Linked DNA regions of Mus musculus: regions 2, 3, 4, 5, 6 and 7 are each linked to region 1. A link is a contact called in public HiCAR-type, HiChIP or PLAC-seq and promoter capture Hi-C data. All regions are on one chromosome and are shown on one strand. The core of a region is the stretch at or near the end of the contact, and the rest is flanking DNA. Distances in the headings are between cores, read along the strand shown. Region 1 holds the start of Dubr (Dppa2 upstream binding RNA). Region 2 overlaps Myh15 (myosin, heavy chain 15). Region 3 has its middle 33 kb from the start of 1700026J12Rik. Region 4 holds the start of Ift57 (intraflagellar transport 57). Region 5 holds the start of Alcam (activated leukocyte cell adhesion molecule). Region 6 holds the start of Cip2a (cell proliferation regulating inhibitor of protein phosphatase 2A). Region 7 holds the start of Cblb (Casitas B-lineage lymphoma b).

Evidence for each region. Promoter capture Hi-C pulls out the DNA fragments that hold promoters and counts their contacts. HiCAR-type assays count read pairs that join an accessible place to other places. HiChIP or PLAC-seq counts read pairs in DNA pulled down with a chosen protein or histone mark. Capture Hi-C pulls out chosen DNA fragments and counts their contacts.
Region 2: a HiCAR-type map of astrocytes shows a contact between it and region 1, with 5 times the contacts expected there. The contact joins the enhancer-like site here to the promoter of Dubr in region 1. A contact is called at or near these places in 10 of 39 promoter capture datasets (the 3T3-L1 cell line, the C10 cell line, the HPC-7 cell line and 7 more) and 4 of 115 datasets of contacts at active chromatin or transcription factors (acute myeloid leukemia, astrocytes, large pre-B cells and 1 more).
Region 3: an H3K4me3 HiChIP or PLAC-seq map of forebrain shows a contact between it and region 1, with 9 times the contacts expected there. The contact joins the enhancer-like site here to the promoter of Dubr in region 1. A contact is called at or near these places in 16 of 39 promoter capture datasets (the 3T3-L1 cell line, 3T3-L1-derived adipocytes, the C10 cell line and 11 more), 1 of 15 datasets of contacts at CTCF or cohesin (pro-B cells), 26 of 484 Hi-C or Micro-C datasets (the Ba/F3 cell line, the C2C12 cell line, CD4 T cells and 20 more), 6 of 115 datasets of contacts at active chromatin or transcription factors (astrocytes, embryonic stem cells, forebrain and 3 more) and 1 of 9 other capture datasets (embryonic stem cells).
Region 4: a contact with region 1 is called in a promoter capture Hi-C map of pre-B cells, with 3 times the contacts expected there. The contact joins the promoter of Ift57 here to the promoter of Dubr in region 1. A contact is called at or near these places in 9 of 39 promoter capture datasets (the 3T3-L1 cell line, 3T3-L1-derived adipocytes, the C10 cell line and 3 more), 1 of 15 datasets of contacts at CTCF or cohesin (pro-B cells), 14 of 484 Hi-C or Micro-C datasets (CD4 T cells, CD8 T cells, LSK cells and 8 more), 5 of 115 datasets of contacts at active chromatin or transcription factors (astrocytes, fibro-adipogenic progenitors, large pre-B cells and 2 more) and 2 of 9 other capture datasets (adipose tissue and liver).
Region 5: a contact with region 1 is called in a promoter capture Hi-C map of liver, with 3 times the contacts expected there. The contact joins the promoter of Alcam here to the promoter of Dubr in region 1. A contact is called at or near these places in 1 of 39 promoter capture datasets (pre-B cells), 1 of 484 Hi-C or Micro-C datasets (uterus) and 1 of 9 other capture datasets (liver).
Region 6: a contact with region 1 is called in an H3K27ac HiChIP or PLAC-seq map of embryonic stem cells, with 12 times the contacts expected there. The contact joins the promoter of Cip2a here to the promoter of Dubr in region 1. A contact is called at or near these places in 14 of 39 promoter capture datasets (the 3T3-L1 cell line, 3T3-L1-derived adipocytes, the C10 cell line and 9 more), 7 of 484 Hi-C or Micro-C datasets (CD4 T cells, cardiomyocytes, centrocytes and 3 more), 8 of 115 datasets of contacts at active chromatin or transcription factors (astrocytes, embryonic forebrain, embryonic stem cells and 5 more) and 1 of 9 other capture datasets (liver).
Region 7: a promoter capture Hi-C map of pre-B cells shows a contact between it and region 1. The contact joins the promoter of Cblb here to the promoter of Dubr in region 1. A contact is called at or near these places in 1 of 39 promoter capture datasets (pre-B cells), 2 of 484 Hi-C or Micro-C datasets (both in uterus) and 1 of 115 datasets of contacts at active chromatin or transcription factors (astrocytes).

What each region holds. Positions count from the first base shown.
Region 1 is chr16:50,731,345-50,734,044 of GRCm38.p6, forward strand. Dubr (Dppa2 upstream binding RNA) reads right to left here and starts at 1,429. Exons shown (of 2, transcript NR_028300.1): 1 at 1,074-1,429.
Region 2 is chr16:49,196,875-49,199,574 of GRCm38.p6, forward strand. It overlaps Myh15 (myosin, heavy chain 15), which reads left to right. Exons shown (of 41, transcript NM_001166210.2): 40 at 1-16; 41 at 1,654-2,687. The coding sequence ends at 1,668. Among named protein-coding and RNA genes, the nearest start is that of 1700026J12Rik, 58 kb to the right of the region's middle. Within about 2 kb of position 1,342, at least 28 of the 459 cell types and tissues checked have an H3K27ac peak or open chromatin away from gene starts, as enhancers often do. A contact at or near this core is called in astrocytes, where this site is marked.
Region 3 is chr16:49,287,908-49,290,607 of GRCm38.p6, forward strand. No RefSeq gene overlaps it. Among named protein-coding and RNA genes, the nearest start is that of 1700026J12Rik, 33 kb to the left of the region's middle. Within about 2 kb of position 1,389, at least 83 of the 459 cell types and tissues checked have an H3K27ac peak or open chromatin away from gene starts, as enhancers often do. A contact at or near this core is called in the C2C12 cell line, adipose-derived mesenchymal stem cells, astrocytes and 6 more, where this site is marked.
Region 4 is chr16:49,697,953-49,700,652 of GRCm38.p6, forward strand. Ift57 (intraflagellar transport 57) reads left to right here and starts at 1,342. Exons shown (of 11, transcript NM_028680.3): 1 at 1,342-1,597. The coding sequence starts at 1,386.
Region 5 is chr16:52,451,668-52,454,367 of GRCm38.p6, forward strand. It overlaps Alcam (activated leukocyte cell adhesion molecule), which reads right to left and starts at 1,414. Exons shown (of 16, transcript NM_009655.3): 1 at 726-1,414. The coding sequence starts at 798.
Region 6 is chr16:48,992,769-48,995,468 of GRCm38.p6, forward strand. Cip2a (cell proliferation regulating inhibitor of protein phosphatase 2A) reads left to right here and starts at 1,420. Exons shown (of 21, transcript NM_172616.2): 1 at 1,420-1,611. The coding sequence starts at 1,510. It overlaps Dzip3 (DAZ interacting protein 3, zinc finger), which reads right to left and starts at 1,374. Exons shown (of 32, transcript NM_001110017.2): 1 at 1,022-1,374.
Region 7 is chr16:52,030,211-52,032,910 of GRCm38.p6, forward strand. It overlaps Cblb (Casitas B-lineage lymphoma b), which reads left to right and starts at 1,339. Exons shown (of 18, transcript NM_001033238.1): 1 at 1,339-1,475.

The DNA of each region.
Region 1 (2,700 bases), core at 179-2,678:
ATTAATACAATATTTTGTGTATATCCAAAACACTGGAGACCACACAACATAAGAGTAAAAGAATATTTTTAAACGACCCAATTGCGTGAAACAGCATGCATAAACTCAAATACAGTGTGGAATGAAAGGAGCAGGGCACTGCAGACTATTGGATGGATAACTATTATGACAGAAAGAACAATTAGAATACTTAATGCTAAGGCAGTGTCTATATTTAGCATGAGTGTGCTTTCTTTGTTACGGACTGCGATGAAGGAGGCTTGTACTAGATTATATCATCTAGACTGTTGCCAGAGTATGTTTGTTTAAGTACTGAACTGCATTTGTAATCGGCATACTATTTTCTGTGCTGTTTTTCAACAAATGTTAAACAGCTTCAACAACCTAGTTGTTCAGTAAGTGGTCTTACCAAGTGAGCACTGAAAAAAAAAGAGGGTTAAAAGCATACATAAAGCTTTTCAAGTTGTTTTAAGTTTGTTGGGATTATGTAGAATTTCAACATTCTTCTATACACTTTTCAGTATGTTTTAAATGATCACACTGGACATATCACAGCAAAAGAGACATTATCAAAACACAATAGTTTACCTTTTTACACTAAGCCAATTTATCCAAAGTGTTGGACTTTACTAGCCACGGAAAGTGACCGATTCAGAATAAAAGACTAGCCGGTTTGGCTACTGTTCTAAGAGGTTCCTGGCGGTCTTGACTGGTAACCGGCCAGGGGAGGAGGCGCAAACAGGTACGTGGGATTCCTGGGCTGGTGTTCAGAACCAGGTGCAATCGAAGCCTGGGCATCCTTACAGAAACTGGATCCTTTCTGCAAGCACCAGAGACGCGGCGCCAGCTCCCAGAAAGTGAAGGATTTGCCTGCCATCGCAAATCTGCAAGCGTTTAAGGCCGGCGGCCGTGAGTGGGTGTTTCCTCCTCCTATGCAAGGTTGTGAAAGATGAGTACGTGACAGATTTCGCTCTTCCTGGGGGGCGGGGGTGGGGTGGTCACAGAACTGGTAACTCTCTAATTGGCGACTCTCCAGAGGAATCTTAAAGCACGTAAAGTTTTTTTCTTTTTACCTGGGCTGGCGTTGGCGGGTAAAGAGCGGGGTGTGGCCGGATGCCTTCCGCGGCTCAGGATGCCCTGAACGCTCAGGACGCTCGCACTCTTGGGGCGGAGTCCACTCTGTGTCAGGACACAGTCCCGTTGGGACAAGAGGAGACTCGCATCCCTTCAGCCGGCTTAGAGAAGCGGGAACTTCTTCGGACTCGAACAAGGTGCGATGCCACTCCGAGCAGCCTACGCGGAGCAGTTTCGCCTTTTTTCCATCGCCGGGATCTTCACCGTTCTGACAGGTCTGCCCGTTGCTTTGCAACTTTGCTAGAAGCGCGGCCTGGGTGCGGCTGACAGCTCTACGCACGCGCGGTGCCGGTCCACGTCCCGCCTACCTTAAGGCTCCTCCCACAGAGCAGGTCACGCCCACCGCTTAGCTTTGGCTGCTGGCTGAGCTGCGGCTAGGAACCAGTCGCCGCTGGTGCTGTGGGCGGAAGAACACACACTGGATTCTGAATTAGTTGTGAACAGTGTCTACCTTCCCCCAGAGATAACATCCATACTAGACCTGTGTAAGCGGCGAGATCCTGTGCTTCAACCTAGTTTCTCAGAATAAGCGATTTTTCTCCATCGGGGTTTCTCAAGCACCCGTGGTGGTAGAGATTCGGGCTAGGTGATCATACAATGTGTCCATAAGGTGAAGTGACTTAGTATTTTGCAGCATCCCCGATTTCTAGTCTCTGGGTGGCAGCTTCAATCTCCACCCCTCTTATCTCCCTGATTCTGAGCAACAAGAATATACTCGAATTCTGCTACGTATGTGCCCATATTTGACTACAGGCTTAAAATACAGCAGGGGTCAAGAAATGTAACAAGTTTAGTAACCTCTATCTGATAGAGTTAATATGATTTAATTTCCTCAGTTGTTCCAAAAAATATTCAATTTTTACTTTATCGTTTGTTGGTAGAATTTAAATCTAGGATTAAGTTGATTACATAACACATTTAGATGTCAATTATCGGTCTTCATTCCATTTAGTTCAGTTCTCCACCCCCTCTTTGCTGTTTTCTTGACATTGACTAGGATGGGTCTCCTCCCAGAGTATCCTTCACTCTCTCTATTTGACTGTTTCTGCATATTGGTAAGACTGGTGGAAATTTTACCTAGATGATTTTTCGGTTTTCAAATGACTGTCTACCTATTCTAACAAGATAACTTTATAAAATTCCTTTTCCTCTTTACTTCTAGGGATGTGAGATACCACCTATGTCAATTTCTACACTGTACATGAGTCCTGATCTATATAATTTTTCTTTTCCACATTGATTAGATATTGTCATATTCGAAATTTATCCTTTTTAATTGTAGTCTGTGCAGCGTATTGCAATGTCTGAAAGGGCTTAGGCCTGCCTCATTGCGGCTTGCTTTTACATTATTTTTTCCCATATAAACAATAGAATATAGCTTCATTAAAATACTTTTGGAGAAACGGAGAATAATTTGATGTGCTTTCCCATTGGAGAACGGAATTTATCTTTCCTTTTATTGAAAATCCAGTTCTGTGACATTCAACAAGACTTTCTAGTGTTTTCCATATAGGATGCTTACATGTCTTGCTTATAGCGTAGTCCCTTTTGCATCTGCACTGTAAA
Region 2 (2,700 bases), core at 92-2,591, 1.5 Mb before region 1:
GGAACTTGAGAAAAAGGTACAATCCCTTTGAAATGCTGTACAGCCTGTTGCTTCGGGCCTTGGGGGCATCACATGGATTAGTATAGCAAGGAATGTCTTGCTTTTCTCTTTAAATCTTTTTTTTTTAATAGCCAAACAAGCTCAAATAAAGTTCTTCCCCCACTTATTAAATTCTACGTGTCCAGGGAGTATGGAATTGATAAACGCTTGAAGTGGAAAAGCATTCTAGATTTATATTTTTTTAAGCCCTTCATGCCAGGCTAACTTGTAAGCTCTGAGCGTTGGACCTTTAACTTATTAGTGCAGAATACTGAGCAATTCACGGAGCAAAGGGGATTTCAAAAGTACAAAGGGACCTTGGAATTTGGAGTGAATTCTTTCCACAGTAGCCAAGCAAGTGAGTTTGAATTAGGTCAAACTGAAAACTAGGAGGAAGGTGGTCAGAAGTGAGCCAGGGGTTGGTACCAAATTCTGGAGTCCTGCTTTCTAGGTCCCAGGATTCAACTTCTGGCTCCTCCCTGAAGCACAGAAAGGTCTTTCCATGTCTCTGTCAGGAGGCCAGTGCTGTATACAGAAACTGGAAGAAACAACAATGAACTCAGCCATGGATGCTGGGCAGGGACATCTCTGCTTCCTCACTGAGAGTTTCCTTGAAACATGGTTTGTAAATGGCATCTGCCTTTAGGACAAGGGAATTAGAAGAAATTGGATAATAGAAGTAGCTACCTTTTCTACAAGGCCGGAAAAGCAGTGAGCACGGCTCCCAGCACCGGTGCTCCATTTGCTCTCAAAACTTGGTTCATGTTGAGCCTGCTCATTTCTGGTAAATGAATTACTGGTAGCCCCTCAAGGTACGCTGATAGGATTGCCAATCATAAATATCGACCTTGTCGAAGGAGGCTAAAAATTGGCTACATGGAAGACACTGAGATCTAAGTCTGAGAAGGCTGAATCATTGGTAGCTCTGGAAAGATCCCACTGCTGCCTGGACAGCAGTCTCAATCATAAGGGCCAGTTGGAGGGCTCTAGGGAAGTGGTTTGACTGGTGGCCTCGGCTGGAGAAGTGTCACCCCACTGTTTCAGGGTGTCCTGTGCAGAGCCTGCCCAGCAAGGCCATAGAAAGGATTTTCTTAGGGAGGGGCCTCCCCTGTGCTTCAATTCTCAACTTCGGGAGGTCATGGGGCCTTCAAACCCCACCCACATTTCACCTTGTCACAGCTGTTTTTTAAGAACGAATAAAACAAGTGAGTCAGAAATTGCTTCTGGCAGGAAATGAATAGGGAAACCTTGCTGGGCAGTGTGATGACTCACTGCTCCCGATTCACAGAAGAAGAGCCTAAAATCCTTCAACTGCCATAAATACAGGGAAAGTTTCCTGATGCACTCTATGTCTAGAACAAACCAGTGATATGATTGCAGCATCTTTTCCAGTGGGGGAGGGGAGGCAGAAATGGAGAGTGACAAAGTATGTCCTTGGGGTGAGTCACCTGAGCCTGCTCTCTGCTAGCAGGTAATTAATTGCCTGACCCCCTTGCCTCCCTTTGAAGCCCATGGAGAGCTGCTGAGACCTGTTTCCCTCTGGAAAGGGCTCACATGGGTTTGGGACATCCCTGGAATGTCAGAGCACACACAGACATACATTCTGTTTTCCAGGTTCGAGAAGAATAAGGAGTTTCTCTTCATTAAAAAAAAAAAAGACAACTGGAAGCAAGCCTTTAAGAAATAAGTATGTGGCAAGAATAGCAGGCTAAGGAGATGATGAAGAAAATGTTCTGATCCAAAGGACTATAACCACCTCTTGGATTAATGGATGGCTTTTTGATTCTCAGTGGCATGAGACATCTCTCTACTACAATTTCACACAAAAGACTTAACAGATGTAAGAATCAATTTTGATGTTAGAAGCAGGCACACTTCTCCTTTCCTCCATTTCTTCATGCATAGCACTCAGAGAAGAGCCCTTAGTATATGCTTCATGGAGTCTGGTCCATGATGAGGAAGGGATATTCAAGTTATCTAACTTTGCTTAACTGGTCCCTGTATTTGGTGACAATTGACAAAAATGTCTCTTAGCACTGTGGAGCAGGCATTGCCATAGTTAGGTGCTTTGAACTTGTAGGTAGACTATCCTAATCAAGAAACATGTAGGATCCACGCTTATGTGGACTATAACCTGAGATGGGTTGTACAGTTGTGGCCATGGAGCTAAGGAAGATGAGCATGTTCTAGAATTTCTTTCCTTGGATGGTTCTAGACTAAAGTTGGGAACAAGCAAAAAAATCTGTCACAGAGTGAGTAGTTAAAACCAGAGGAGTTTCTACTTTATGTGCATAAGGTCACTATAGAGCCCCAAGCAGTAGGACAGTTGAAAACTATTACTTCAGGCCCAAGGTAAGTTCTCAGTAACCAGCTACCTTGGACCTTTTCTTCCCACTTCCTGCCAGTCTCCTTCAACTTGGCAGGCATGAATAAAGTTCTAAGGCAAGCAGCACCAGCTTCACCTGGCCATGGCCTAGAGACTGGGCACGAGGACAGTTTGGAAACAGTCTGTCCCTTACAGGATTGTTCCATCCTCATTGAAGGCAAAGCCCCCCACCCATCCCTGTGTGACTCACTGCAGCCACTTGAGGCACAGCGGCCACAACTGTGTAAAGATGATGTCTGACAATAAATCCTGTTCTGTGTGATTCTCGGTGGCTC
Region 3 (2,700 bases), core at 139-2,638, 1.4 Mb before region 1:
ACCGGAGAATGAGAATTTGTGACTGGGCCTCTCAGACTTTCTCAATAGAATTTGACCAATGGAACGAGGCCCCCAGGTCAGTAGGATCTCTCAGCCAAAAAATAAAGAAAAGAAGCTCAGAAAAGGATTCTGTAACTCAGTTTCCTGGTACTTTCAGGGAAGGCTAAAGGCTCACACTGACTTAACCTGAAGGGGAAGAACGGATCCTAAATTAAAATCTCTAAACAAATGTTACTCTTCACTCCTTTTAAACATCCAGGCTGCATGCCCAACTTCAGCTAATTGGGAATTTGGAAGTCAGATTTACAGTGTGAGTTAGCATCAGGTTACTGTGTGTCTTAATTCCAAAATTATTCAGCAGTGCACCATAAAAACGGAATGCTGTTCTGGTACTCAGAGTTAGACAACATTAGACTTTAATGTGACCAATTATAATTCAAGCCAGTTATGTAGGACATTGTGTCTCCATCACAAACCAACCAGTCTTGGATCGGTTCCCAGTTTTCAGTCACTGGATTTCTTTGGCGCAATTGTATTTCCATGTAGTTAATTATAATTCATCAAATCAAATACAATAACAGAACAATCCCTGAGGTTAGAAGTGGCTATGCAGGGACATATCATGGGTAGTTAAGTAACTAAGACAACCTTGTGATAGCCATGCTGGGTAGATTAGAAAAATGGGGCCAAGTATTAGAGATAAATGAGTGATTCATTTAGTAGGATTGGCCTTACAAACAATTACTTAAAGTACTGCAATTCATATAATTTTTAATTAGCTTTTTTTTTTTTTTGGTCCATAATCCTTCCTTACAGAAATGAACTATCAGCCAAAAGGTGAAAGCAATACAAAGTTGCTTCTCCCCTGGGACTAAGAGACTGTGGAGTTCATGGCTTTGAACTCAGGCCAGATGAAAACAGTTCCATAATCAGCATTTATCCCAGAGCCTGGGGTTTATAGACACTGTATATTCCTTCATGGTCACAGCCCCTCTCTATATTTAGATCAGAGACTATTTCACCTTACTGAGGCATCAGTTTACTCAGCTGTCAAATGGGGATACATCAGTCATGCTGTCCATCATCCTCAAATGACACGAGAGCTAAGTGAGAAGATGAATTGAAAAAAAAAAAAAAAGAACCTCAATACCTTATAATGGTAGGTCTGGAATGAAAAACAGAAGACCAGAGTTTCAGGAAAGACGCTGGAGTCTTTTAAGGATTAAAAAGCAAACACATTCCTATTCTAACGTGAAACATAGATGCTTTGTTACATTAGAAGAAGCAGAATGTCTTCTACCTAAGATGACTCACTGCTGCTTGCTTGCTCCAGCAGAAGAACAAAACAGTTTTGAGGCATGGCTTTCAAGCACTGGCAAGATGCCTGTGCACTGGGAAGTGGTGATTCACATAATTGGAATGATCCTCAGTAGACAGAATGTGCAATCTCTGAGGTGTGTGCTGACTTGACCAGAAGCAAAAGGAAAAAGAAATGGAAAAGGGAAAAGGCAGCTTGCATGCCTACAAGACACCAAGAATCACTCCAAGAAAAACACCATGTGGTGGAGATTAAAAGACAAGGCTCGTTTCCTCCTGAGAGTCCACCGGCCAATCGTTGCCTTGCACAGTCCTGTGATGGTTAAGTTTCTTCCAATCAGTATTGAGCCAGGAGTGGAGGCTGAAATCACTGTTGCAGATGCCTAAGTCAACTATTTTAATAAACTGATTGAACCACTTGTAAAAACCACTTAACTAGTATAATACTAGCAAGCTTTTCCTATTATAAAATACCTAAGGTAATCAAAGCACACAGGAGGAGAGTGGGGTGTGTAATTGTCTAATGATTGCAAAGGTTTTAACGTGTAGTTACATGATACTATTTCACGGGACCACAGTACCTTTTTGTACCAATTTTGTGAACCCCCAAAGACCACTAAGGAGCCAACTCTTTATTGGAAACTCAAGCTTGGGCCACACTGCCTTCTCTAATGAAACAGAGCAGAAGGGGGAGCTCCGAGCGCTCAGCAAGACAATGTTTTATAGGAAACGGGAAGCAAGCAAGAGGGATTTCTAGCTGGGCACACATCGGATTGGGGGCTATTATGGGATTTTATTGCCCTTTAACATAATTCGCTGGTGCTAGGGAGCCAAACCATAAACTTAAAACTCCTGTTTCCCTCCTGATTGGTGGTTGTTAGGAAGTGGAGTGCCAGGGGCAGGCTTGGAACCTGGAAACTAGTGCTAGATGATGGCTTGTTGGGGAGTAACCTTGAAACTGGTGCTAGGTTCAGGCTTTTTAGTTAACTATAGTTCGATTTTAGGTCAGGTTCCCTAAGATGGAGTCTAGACCCAAGATCTGATCTCTCACTTCCAAGCAGAAGGAAGTTACAGGGAAGCTATGTTTGCTTCATGCTGTCCAATCAGTTAGGAGAGAGGAAACCTAGGCACTGGGCTCTTTATACAGTGGTTATCAACTTTTGGGTTGAGACCTCCCTTGCCAAACCTCTATCTATCTCCAAAACTATTTACATTACAATTCATAACAGTAGCAAAATTACAGTTATGAAGTAGTAACATGAATAATTTTATGGTTGGGGTGGATCAACCACAACATGAGTAATTGTATTAAAGGGTCCCAGAATTAAGAAGGTTGAGAAGTGTACGGTTCTCTTAATATGTCCTTCAAGGGCTTAACCCCTC
Region 4 (2,700 bases), core at 92-2,591, 1.0 Mb before region 1:
CTGTCTCAAAGTAGTAGTTGAGGACTGATATAGAAGGTTGTCCTCTGACCTCCACCTGTGAGGCGTGCAATTACCCAGTTATCCTTGGATTTCTCATCTCCATTTTATTTTCTACATAAATCAGTAGTTTTATGTGTGTCTTTTATTTGATGAATAGCAATGTTTTTCATTTGGATACCTTTATTAGCATTAGAAACAAGGCTGATTAGAAAGAAAAACTCTTCCTTTTATCACAAGGATTTTTACAAATATGATTCAGATTTTAATTATGTCAAAAATATGATCCTGCTACATTATTTAGGGTGTGATATAAGCTGTTGATGACCCCTTAACAGGCACAGGGTTAATCAGACAAATGTTACACCTCTTGCTTCTGAGTTATCTTAAGAAGTAGCTAGGCAACTTCTCTTCGCTTCACTTCTTATCTTTAACTACAAGAAAGATTGCCTGATGCAGTACTTTATTGTAAGGATAAGTCACATCCCTGGTCAGTTATGTCTCCATGTGTTTTCTAGGTCAATACGTGCTGACATAATAGCAGAAATGTTCTTATCTAAATGTAAGTGCTACAATGCAGCACTTCCTTTCCAGATACTATATTTTGTGGGATTTCATTAGTACTCAAGAATTTAAATCTGCATGGGCTCGGAACAGATTGAGGCCAATGTGTGTGTGGTATAAATCTTTTCCCAAGCTGCCCTCTTCCAAGCAACCGCTTTCCTAATGGAGTGAGATAAGATCATTGTAAGACTTTAAGTCTTATTTAGAATATACTCGTAAGTCTAGCACTATCTAATAAGCAATTAAGTTAAGAAATAGACTAGCAGTCTTGCGGGTGGAATTTCTGAGGTAATGTGAACCTAAGGACAGCGAGTTTCACCACAACTTCCCACTTTGAGAAAATAAAACAAGAATCACTGAGCAAGCATAACCTCCAACACTCTGTTCTGCTTCGTTTCAGTCCTTTGAATTGCTACCTCGATGACCAGATGTCTGTTCATTCAGCAGCCCTGAGCAGAATACCAGATCCTGTGCTCCTCTTGGCTGTACTCAGCATGCAGCGCTAAATAGCTGGGGACCCTACGCCTTTAAGGCGCGCGGGAGAGGCGGAAGAGGTGGGGGACGATGCGCCACGCCCATAGGGCGGAGCTACCCCCTAGGCCAGGGACCAGCATGGCGTGACGTCACGTAAGAATCCAGCTTTGATTGGTGAAAATTTAGAGAGGCCGGCTGGGAGCGAAGGAGGCGGGTCTGGTTGCCGTGGTGACCGGCTGCCCTGCGGTTGCCTGGTAACGGTGGGGACTGTGCGGTCTGTGGGGTGCGGGCGGCGAAGGCTGCAGAGATCCTGGCCGGAGCCCAGCCGGGCGCTGGGGGTCTGAGCAGGGATGGCCGCCGCGGCCGCGGTGATCCCGCCGTCGGGCTTGGACGATGGGGTGTCTCGGGCTCGCGGGGAAGGCGCAGGGGAGGCTGTGGTGGAGCGCGGGCCAGGAGCGGCCTACCACATGTTCGTGGTGATGGAAGACTTAGTGGAGAAGCTGAAGCTGCTCCGCTACGAGGAGGAGCTACTCCGAAAGAGCAATCTGAAGCCCCCGTCCAGGTGCGTGCCTTGCCCCCAGCGCCGGGTGCTGGCTGGACCCCAGGGGGACGCTCCCCCTTAGGTGAGGCGAAGACCCCGCGCGGGGGTCCTTACATCCCTTCCTCTGGCTTCTGTGCTCAGGAAGGAAACTTCCGCACTGTGGAAGGTGTAGTTTTTCAGACTTGATCATTTTGTGGAGAAAGTAAACAAGTTTTGTAATGGCAGGGAGGACTGGGGAAGACAGTCTGCCCATTTTTCAAAACAGTCACGCACCGTCTACCAAACACAAATCTTGTTTTAAATATAATAAAATACCCAAAGTAGAAAGGGTAGAAAAACCTATCTCTAGCGATGAGCGCCCTTATCATTTAGATCTCTTTCTAGTTTATGTTTTCCTTTGCTAGACTTTGTAAACTAACAACTGTGAATACTTAGGACATTTCTGAGCAGCACTTGTTATGTAGTAAGTAAACTTGTGGGCTAATTACTATGGTTCAAACGACTTAGTGCTTTTGCAACAATACTCTTAGAAAATGGGAAGTGGAGAAGGCAAATGAAATAAGTGTTTGGAATGGCCCTCAATATAGGACCTAAAGTTCCCGCTTGCGGTAGTGGGGAAAGTTTGGAATATCCCCAAGGCAGAGCCTATAGTTGTCAAGAGTGATAGACAAAAGTCCCTCCTGTAATCATGGTAGCTTAGTGATAACTGTGTTCTATTGCTTTTTTTTCCCTCTAAATCCCGTGTTTGTTTTATTCTGTAAGAAGAAATTAAAGAGTTATTTATCGTACTTTCTTTTCCATCAATGGGACACATATCATTTCTCTTGGCAGTTTTAAGCTCTTACCCTCTTCCAGACAGGTCTGGAAGAATTCTTGTATAAAATCTGCCCACAATGCCAAGTTAGTCTGTAAAAGGAGAAAAATTAGAGAAGAAAGATCATCTTGATCCTGATCCATAATAGAAGTTTCTAGATTGGGATTATTATTTAAAATAAATTGGTCATAGTAATATAGATGGCCAACATTTTTGGTGGGGATAAAAGTGTTAAGTTTTTCAAATTTATCTGTCAAACAAAGGGAAAGTGGACTTACTATTAATAGTAATATTATTAACGAGCTCTTAT
Region 5 (2,700 bases), core at 164-2,663, 1.7 Mb after region 1:
TCTGGTTGGTGGGAATTTTGTCGTTTTTCTTTGAGGACTCTCTGTAGAAGTGAGAACTGAGGCGCTACCACTGGGTGTGGAAACCAAGAAATCCCTCGCTTTAAGGCTCGCAAACCTGACTGCTAACCCAGTCCACGCTGCGTGACTCGGCTGCCATCAACCCTACACTAGCTACCCACTAGACAATGCAGCTTCTATTTCAGTATTATTATTATTAAAAAAAAAAAGATAGTCAAAACCCTCCTTATCCCCTGCCATTCCTCCCAGGTCTTCACATTATGACCAAGAGGAAGTTACTTAGGGGATTTATCGTGACAAAGTGCCAGCAGTTATTTCACCTCAAAGCCCAGCGAAAGGAAACTGCTCTGAGTGCAGTGAATTGTACTTTGATACCAAGAGACTGGAGGGACGGTGCGGGGGAGAGAGTTCAGCAGATCTTGCCGGGGGGGGGGGGGTCCTGCACCCTCAAGCTAAGCCTCACCCAAAGTTCCTGGAGATGTGCTTAGTTTTCAATCTCGCTGCCCAAACCTGAGCAGACCAGTCAAGCCTAAAACGTGTGACACAGGTGACTGTTCCCAGGGACAGATCTGTGTCCCCCGCGCGCCTTTATGGCTCCCATACTTTGCTAAGCACACGCTAGAGCGCACAGCCCCAGGCCTCCCGGGGAACCGCCCCCGGTCCGCAACAACCACTACAGTGGGGCTGTTCAGAGGCCAAAAGCTTACCTGGTCTGAGGACCGCGGCGGAGATCAAGAGGCAGAAAACCAGACGGCAAGAAGGGGACACCTTAGATGCCATATTCCTCCTCCTAGAAGGCCACCGACAAAGTCCACGCCGCAGGAGGGGGCGTCGTCCCCGGGCCCACGGGGCCCGCTCGCTTGTGGGTCTCGCCTTAGGGGGACAGCGACTTTTTTCCAAGACACACGGTCCCCCGGGGACTGTGGCGCTGCGCCGTCGGGTCTGTGCCACACGCAACTTTCCTCCACGCGGAACCCGCAACTCCTCCCTCCCCCCCTCCACACCCTTCCTCAGTGTCTCTGGCAGCTACTCCCAGGACGGGCGACCCTCTTATTCCAGGAGACGCTTCAGTAGTCAGTCAAGGTAGACGCGGTTTCTTTTTGGATGCTGTCTTCTAGTAGTTTCTCTTCTTGCAAAGGAGAGGATAAGAAGAGTGATGAGAGTTGCACCGTGCACGGATCACCGGGAGCAGAGAAGGGTCGGCGGGGCAGCGCCGCGGGGTCCCGACGGTGGGTCTCCTCAGGTGGCAGCCGAGGCAGAGGCTGTAGCGGCGGCAGCTGGAGCAGTGGCGGCGGCCGCGGGCTCCGGCTGCTCTGAGTGGAGGACGGGAAGGCGTGTGTAAGCTGCCTGTCTCCTCCTCCCGCTCCTCCCGCTCCTCCTGCTCCTCCCGCTCCTCTCTCCCGCCCAGCTTCCTCGGCGGCAGCGCGGAGCAGGTGGTTGGAGCGCCGATCCGCAGCCTAGAGGCGCTGCAGGACCAAGTCGGAGACTGAGCAGAGCTGGCGGCCCCTGGTGGGAGAAGAGCCTGATGCCCCAGCCCCCGCGCTCTGGTGGGCGGGGCTGACATCGACTCCGCCTCCCACAGGACACGCTGGCCAATGAAGAGCGGGATCGAGAGTAGGGGGCGTGACGGGCTGGATTCGCCAGTGTCTGGCTCTTACCAGGGGATTCTCAGCGCCCCAAAGACATAGGATCTGAGATCTTTTGCTGTCCTCCCAGCCTGGCCACATAGCTGTCTTCTTGCACTCCGAAGCCCAGTCCACTGGCTCACTCCTTAGGGATTTTTCTTCTCGACGAGGGTACCGCCTTCACCTTCTGTAGAGTTGTTGGGGCGAAGAGCTCACCTTGGGTCCTCTTGGACTAGGACTGAGGAGGTGGAAAAGATGGAGATTCTCCACCCGGAGGCTCACGGAAACAGCTACTGGTGGTTGAGAGTAATTTCCCCCACTTTGAAGAGAAGGTTACTCCTTCTCGAATTCGCCGTTCTTCTGTTCCCCTAGTCCTGGCTGGCGTACACTTTATCAAAGCAAATCATTTAATCAACTATCCAGTACCGAAAAGCAGAAGAGATTTTTGTGCTCCCCCTTCGCCCCCATCTCCTTCCCGGTGAGAATTAGGACTCTAGACCATAACACACGTCGCCACACTGATTTTCAAAACGTTCTTTAAAGAAAAAAAAAGTCACGTTTACTTTTAATTAGGTGACGATTTGAAGTTACAAAACAAAATCCAGAGTTACTCAGATTAAAAACCTACGCCTCCTGGTCCTTTCCAGAAAGCCAGGCATCCAGCAGATGGACGGGGCTTCTCAGGCAATTTCAAAAGCTTGAACCACCTCCTAGGCGTAGCATCGGGAAGCCGTGTCGCTTTCAGTTCATGCAGAAAGCATAAAGGAATATTTTCCTCTAAAACACCAGGGTGGAGCTGTTGGGACCGTAAGTGGCTCTAACTCAAGATTGCAGGATCACAACTCTTAATGCCCTCAGCATAATAAAATCCTGGTCCCTGAACCACCTCGCAAGGGCATGAAATAGTCTTTGGTGCATCACAGGGTCACCCCCTGTGTGAAGCCAGTCTCCAGCAGGGAATGCTAACTAGCCTCACGGGACTTTGTCTTCAAAAGATTGGGAACCACCAGCTACTTGCAAGTGGATATGGGGGGTGTCTAAGTGTGCAGGCAGAAGC
Region 6 (2,700 bases), core at 170-2,669, 1.7 Mb before region 1:
GCTTTGTAATAAAGGCTACTATTTCTGAAGCTCAATAAGAATTTACTGAATAAACTATCGTGTAAAATAGTCTACTCTTAGGTTTCACTTCATGAAAAGCCTAAAGCAGTAAAATGCAGAGACACAAAGAGAAAGGTGCAAAAATACTTGTCAGCAAACTGGCTGCTCTTCGTTTTAGTGATGACGCATTCCTCGTTTATGTAGTGAATTCCAACAGTACTTTCCTATTTGGACTATTATTAGATGGTTGCTTCTCCGCAGGCACCACGTCCTCATCTTTGTTCTGAGTGACAGTCAATCCCTAGCCCCGTTATACATGTTTGTTTAAAATGGAATGAATGAATGCATGAATGAATGCACTAGCTACAAACTCTCATGTGACTATCTCAACGGCACAATCTTTTTCCAGCCATCAGTTAGCTTTACTTTTATTTTCTTTTAATATGAACATAAATGACGTCTTTAAAAGGTACCAATACAAACGAGAAAAAAACAAAAAACAAAAAGGAACGTTCCCTGAATTCCCACAATTTCAGAAGAACTTAGTCAAATGGGCATTTACTCGATCCCACAACCTAGCTTAAGCTCCTGAACCAGTTGCTGACTCACTTCGTTATTAGATCCGTGCACATCATTACCTCCGATTAAAATAATAATAATAATAAAATTCTCAACGGTGCCTTTCTTTCTTTTTTTTTTTTTTTTTTTTTTTTTTTGACGCCACAGAAATGTGCAAAATAATCACGCCAGACAAGAACAGGCCCCTCAGCCTACAGACATCAAAGCTGACAAGAACGCGTCCGGGAGCGACTCCGGGATGCTCTCTCTCTATGGGGGGTTCTGACAAATCCTACCGTAAAGTTCCGGCTGCCTCATCACGGAACCCCGACCGCCACAGGTCTTAGCCTGCGCGAGTCGCCTGCGGCCACCAGGGACCAGGGCCGCAGAACCTGAGGCCCCTCTCCCGCCGCCTCCAAACCTACGCCCCCACCCCCAGCTTCGGCGGCTCCGAGTTCCTCACCGTGTCTAGACTAGGGGGGAGCGGCCGTGTCTCGGGCAGAGGCTGAGGCACGCACGGAAAGCCGAGCCCGCCGCGCCCAGGCCGAGGAAGGCCCGGGGACCGAGCCCGCGCGGCACGGAGACCCCCGTTCGCCCCAGAAGCCCTCCACAGAATGAGCCCGCACGAGCTCGTCTCGCGAGATTCCCGCGTGTTCGCGGACCTCCAGCCGAAACCTCGCGGCCTCTCCGCCAAAGGGGGACTGCGGCGGGGGTGGGAGGGGATGGCTCCCTGCCACCTTCCCGCAACCCCAGCGCCTGGAACCCAGGCCCACCCTGCCAATCACCGACTGCAGTCCCACCCGCTGCTCCCAGACTTCCGGAGTCCGACCGGAACAGGAAGCTGCCAGGCGCAAGAGGGGTGGGGCTTAAAAAAAATCAAAAAATGCGCGGCGACCGCTGAAGACAGAGGGTGGCTGGTGTCGGTGGTCGCTGACAGGCCGGCTCGTCGGCATGGATTCCACCGCCTGCTTGAAGTCCCTGCTCCTGAGCATCAGTCAGTACAAGGCCGTTAAGTCGGAGGCGAACGCCACTCAGCTGCTGAGGCACTTGGAGGTAAGGAGGTTCGGGGTGCGAGTGGGTGTCCCCTCCTTCGGTCCCCTCCTGTTTTCTTGTGGGGCCGGAAGATGGAGGTCTCGCCCTGGGCAGACCTGCAGCTGCTTCGCTGTCCTTGCACTGGCGACAGCGACTGGGTGTGCGCAACGAGTGGGTGCCAGGAGGGGATTGTGTACGGACCCAAACCAGGAGGCTTTGGGGTGTATGCGAGCGCAGTGTGTGTGTGTGTGTGTGTGTGTGTGTGTGTGTGTGTGTGTACGGACCCAAACCAGGAGGCTTTGGGGTGTATGCGAGCGCACTGTGTGTGTGTGTGTGTGTGTGTGTGTGTGTTCCGGATCTTTTTTTAAGGTGCTGTATTAGTCAGGGTTCTCTAGAGTCACAGAACTTATGGAGTATCCCTTTATATTAAGTGGATTTATTGTAAGGACTTAAAGTTTCGCTCCTACTAACCCAACAAGTGGGGAAGCTAGCTGTGACTGGGAAGTCCAGGAATCTAGTAGTTGCTCACTCCCTCAACACTAGTTGTTTTCGCTGGTCATCTGTGTAAGCGGGAATCCTGAAGAAGTAGGTTCCAACTGGAAAGTCAGTGTAAGCAGGCAAAGAAGAGTGAGAATTCCCTCTTCCATTGTCCTTATGTAGTCCTCCAGTAGGAGGTAGAGCCCAGATTAAAGGTATGAATCACCACACCTGGATTTGGAACTTGCAATCCCAGCTGGCCTTGAACTCAGGAGACTTGTCTCATTCCCCTGGGATTAAAGGTATGTACTACCTTGCCTGGGCCTACGCTTTTCATGGCCACTATGCCTCGAGATCTGGATCAAAAGCACATCGCCCCATGTCTGAAGCCTGTGTCTTCCAGCCTCAAGATCTGGGCAGATGTGCCCTCCATTTCTGGATTTAGTTCATTCCAGATGTAGCCTTAGTTGACAACTGGAATAGATATCACAAGTGCCTATTTTCTATGTCTGTTTTGTTTTCTTTGTTGAATATTGAGTGGCTTCATTCACCGAAGATAATCAGGGCAATTCATTCAGGTTGTATGTATAAACAGGACTCCTTTTTTTATGTGTAAGTATTTATGTAGATATT
Region 7 (2,700 bases), core at 89-2,588, 1.3 Mb after region 1:
AGCCTTCACAGTAATAATTGTAGCACTAAAATACTTATTAGGGATTGGCAGAACCACTGAGACACATTTATCAGGATAGTTGGTTAGAAAATGCTTATATGTATGTATGTATGTATGTACATATGTATGCTTATGCATGTATGCACGTATGACATTTTTAAAAAGTGCAAAGTATTACACCCAGGAGCTCAAGGTGTGAGGTGTATCCATACTACCAATGACAGAGGAAATCACTCCCAGGTATGTAAACCTGGGGCAAATGGTACGAGCATGGTGAACCAAATAGAGAGAATCATGGAACTTGTCTAATGTGTGATTCTGATGACAGAAGGGCCCTGGCATTTCACTGTAAGCGTTACCAGACTGTTTTCTTTTACACGGCTATCAAGGACGGAGCCCAGAAAGAGACGAACACTGGAAGAGGATGGCAGAAACAGGGTTGTCATTAAAATGAAGATTCATCTACATAGAAGAAAAGTGACTCTGGCAAAAATCCAACAGCAGAGTTCTTTACTGGAATCCAGGGGAAAACTTGTTTGGAATATAAAGGTGTCAAACAGATTAGTAATCCCCATTGTGTGGAGTTTTTACTGTCCTGGGACGATTTACAGAGACTATTTAGCTGAGAGTTGTCAAGTATTTGCTTTCTCATCAGCCTGATGTTTGATCTGGAATCCTTCTAGAACTAATAGTAAAAGGGAAACATTTCAGAAATTTAGGAAGTTTTAGTTGGCACTCGGGTTTTACTCCTAGCCTACTCTATGTGAGGGTAACCTTCATCTTAGGAGCTATGGGACTGCTGCTCTTTATTTGACAGTCAACAAGAAACATGGTCTTGGACCTATTTGGCTGCTCTCCTGGGTAGCAGTTTGGCAGCCCTAGGGAGATGAATTTCTTAAGCCTGGGACCCGCCCAGAGCTGAAAAGCAGCACCACCCTGGCAGCCTCTACTCTGTTGCTATGAAACAAAGACTAGGAAGGTGAGTGAGGCAGGAAGTCCCGCCTTTTAGCCCCAGTTGGCTTAGACTCCCGCTCGGGGCGCTCACGCCCACCTGCGCACCCCTCATTGGTTAGCTCCCCGGCGCCTTGCTGCTACTTTTTCAGTTCCTTTCCTCGTTCCACTTTTGTTCCAGGCTAGCCTAGGTCCATTTCCCAACGAGTTCTTCTCCAAGTGGGACGCAGTGGAGTGGGCCTTCCTCTGGGGCCATTGTGTACCGTGGAGGACGTGGACTGGGGGGTAGCGCGGGAGGAGCGTCTCGTCCCGCCCATTGGCTCCGCCCGCTGTCTGGCAGAAAGCAGCCTCTCAGGATTGGTTCGAAGACTCAAGGCTCCGCCTTAGCTCCGCCCCACGCCTTGGTCTCCGGGGATGGCTCAGGGGTGGGGTGGCCAGTGAGTGGTCTCCTCCTCCGGCGGGCGCTGCGGCGGCCTCCCGAGTGTGGCGCGGGACTGCCGGGCGGGCGTGGAGCTTTTTGCACGGTAATTGCCGCGTCCCCGCGTCTCGGTGTTCCTAGATCTCGGTGGCTCCTTCCCCGGAGCGCTCTCCTAGGGCGATTCCACAGAGTCCCCACCCGAGCCACCCCAGCCAGGGCAGCGTGTGTGTGTGGAGTGGGACCCGCGATCACGCGTGGCTCGGGACGGCCGCGGTGACCCGAGTAGAGGAAGGAATGGGTCATCCCGGGGTTGGACGTCTCTTGCTGGCTCGGGGGCCCTGCAGCTGGGCGCGGGCCATCAGGGAGAGGGGACAGCCCTAGCTTCCAGCTGCTGTCGCCGCTGCGGGCCTGAGCCAAGTGGGGATTTAAACAGCAGTCCCTGGCTGGCCCGGGGCCCGGGAGGGAGCGGACTCTGGCTGATCGCCGCCGGTGGGAGGTGCGTGCTACTGGCGCTAGATCGGGCAGGCTGTGGGATTGGGAAGCCAGGACGGGGTCTAGGGCTACTTTATCTTTGCTGAGTTCCTCGTCTCTTTCCCAGACCCCTGAGTGGCGGGCTAGAGGCCCGAGCCTGGAAAGGGTACAGACGTTCTGAAACAAAGCTTTGGACCACTTGATACCGGGTAGGCAGAAGAGGGACCACCGGAGAAGTGAACTCCGCGGTGCGTGCCCGCCCTTGCCGGGTTCTCACCGCTTTTTAAGAAGGGGTTGCTTGTTGGTTTGTTTATTTGGCTCTAGGGAAAAACTACTCACCTCACTGCTTTAAAGAACTATTTGTGTGTCCGCAGCTGCTGGCTTTTGCGGGGGGGGGGGGTGTTGGGGGAATGGAGAGGGGACGCGCGCGCGCGGGGCGCGCGGGGGGGGTATCCAAGTCCTCCGCCTTTGTTGACAAGAGACGTGTCCCTTTTGCGTGTGTGGAGTACTTTGCATTTATGTAATAACTTGGCGAAATCAAACAGCGTGAAGGAGGCTACTGAAGTGAGGCTCCCAACGTGAATTTTAGGAGTTGCAGCTCTAGTATTTCGAATCTGGATTACAGCAGAAGGGGGGGGGGGGACGACATTGTGTTCTTACCTGTTAAAAGTTGTTTTGTTGATGATGTTGAGCTGTAGCTTCATAGAACACGGGCAGAGGATGCATCTTTAACTTTTAGTATTGTAAGAGCAAATCTTGTGTCATGGCTCCTAACTTGGAGGATGCCCTTACTCAGGGTTACTAAAAAGTTGAATCTGGGACCCTGGGCTTTGTCACAGAGACAGCGGAGAATATCATTA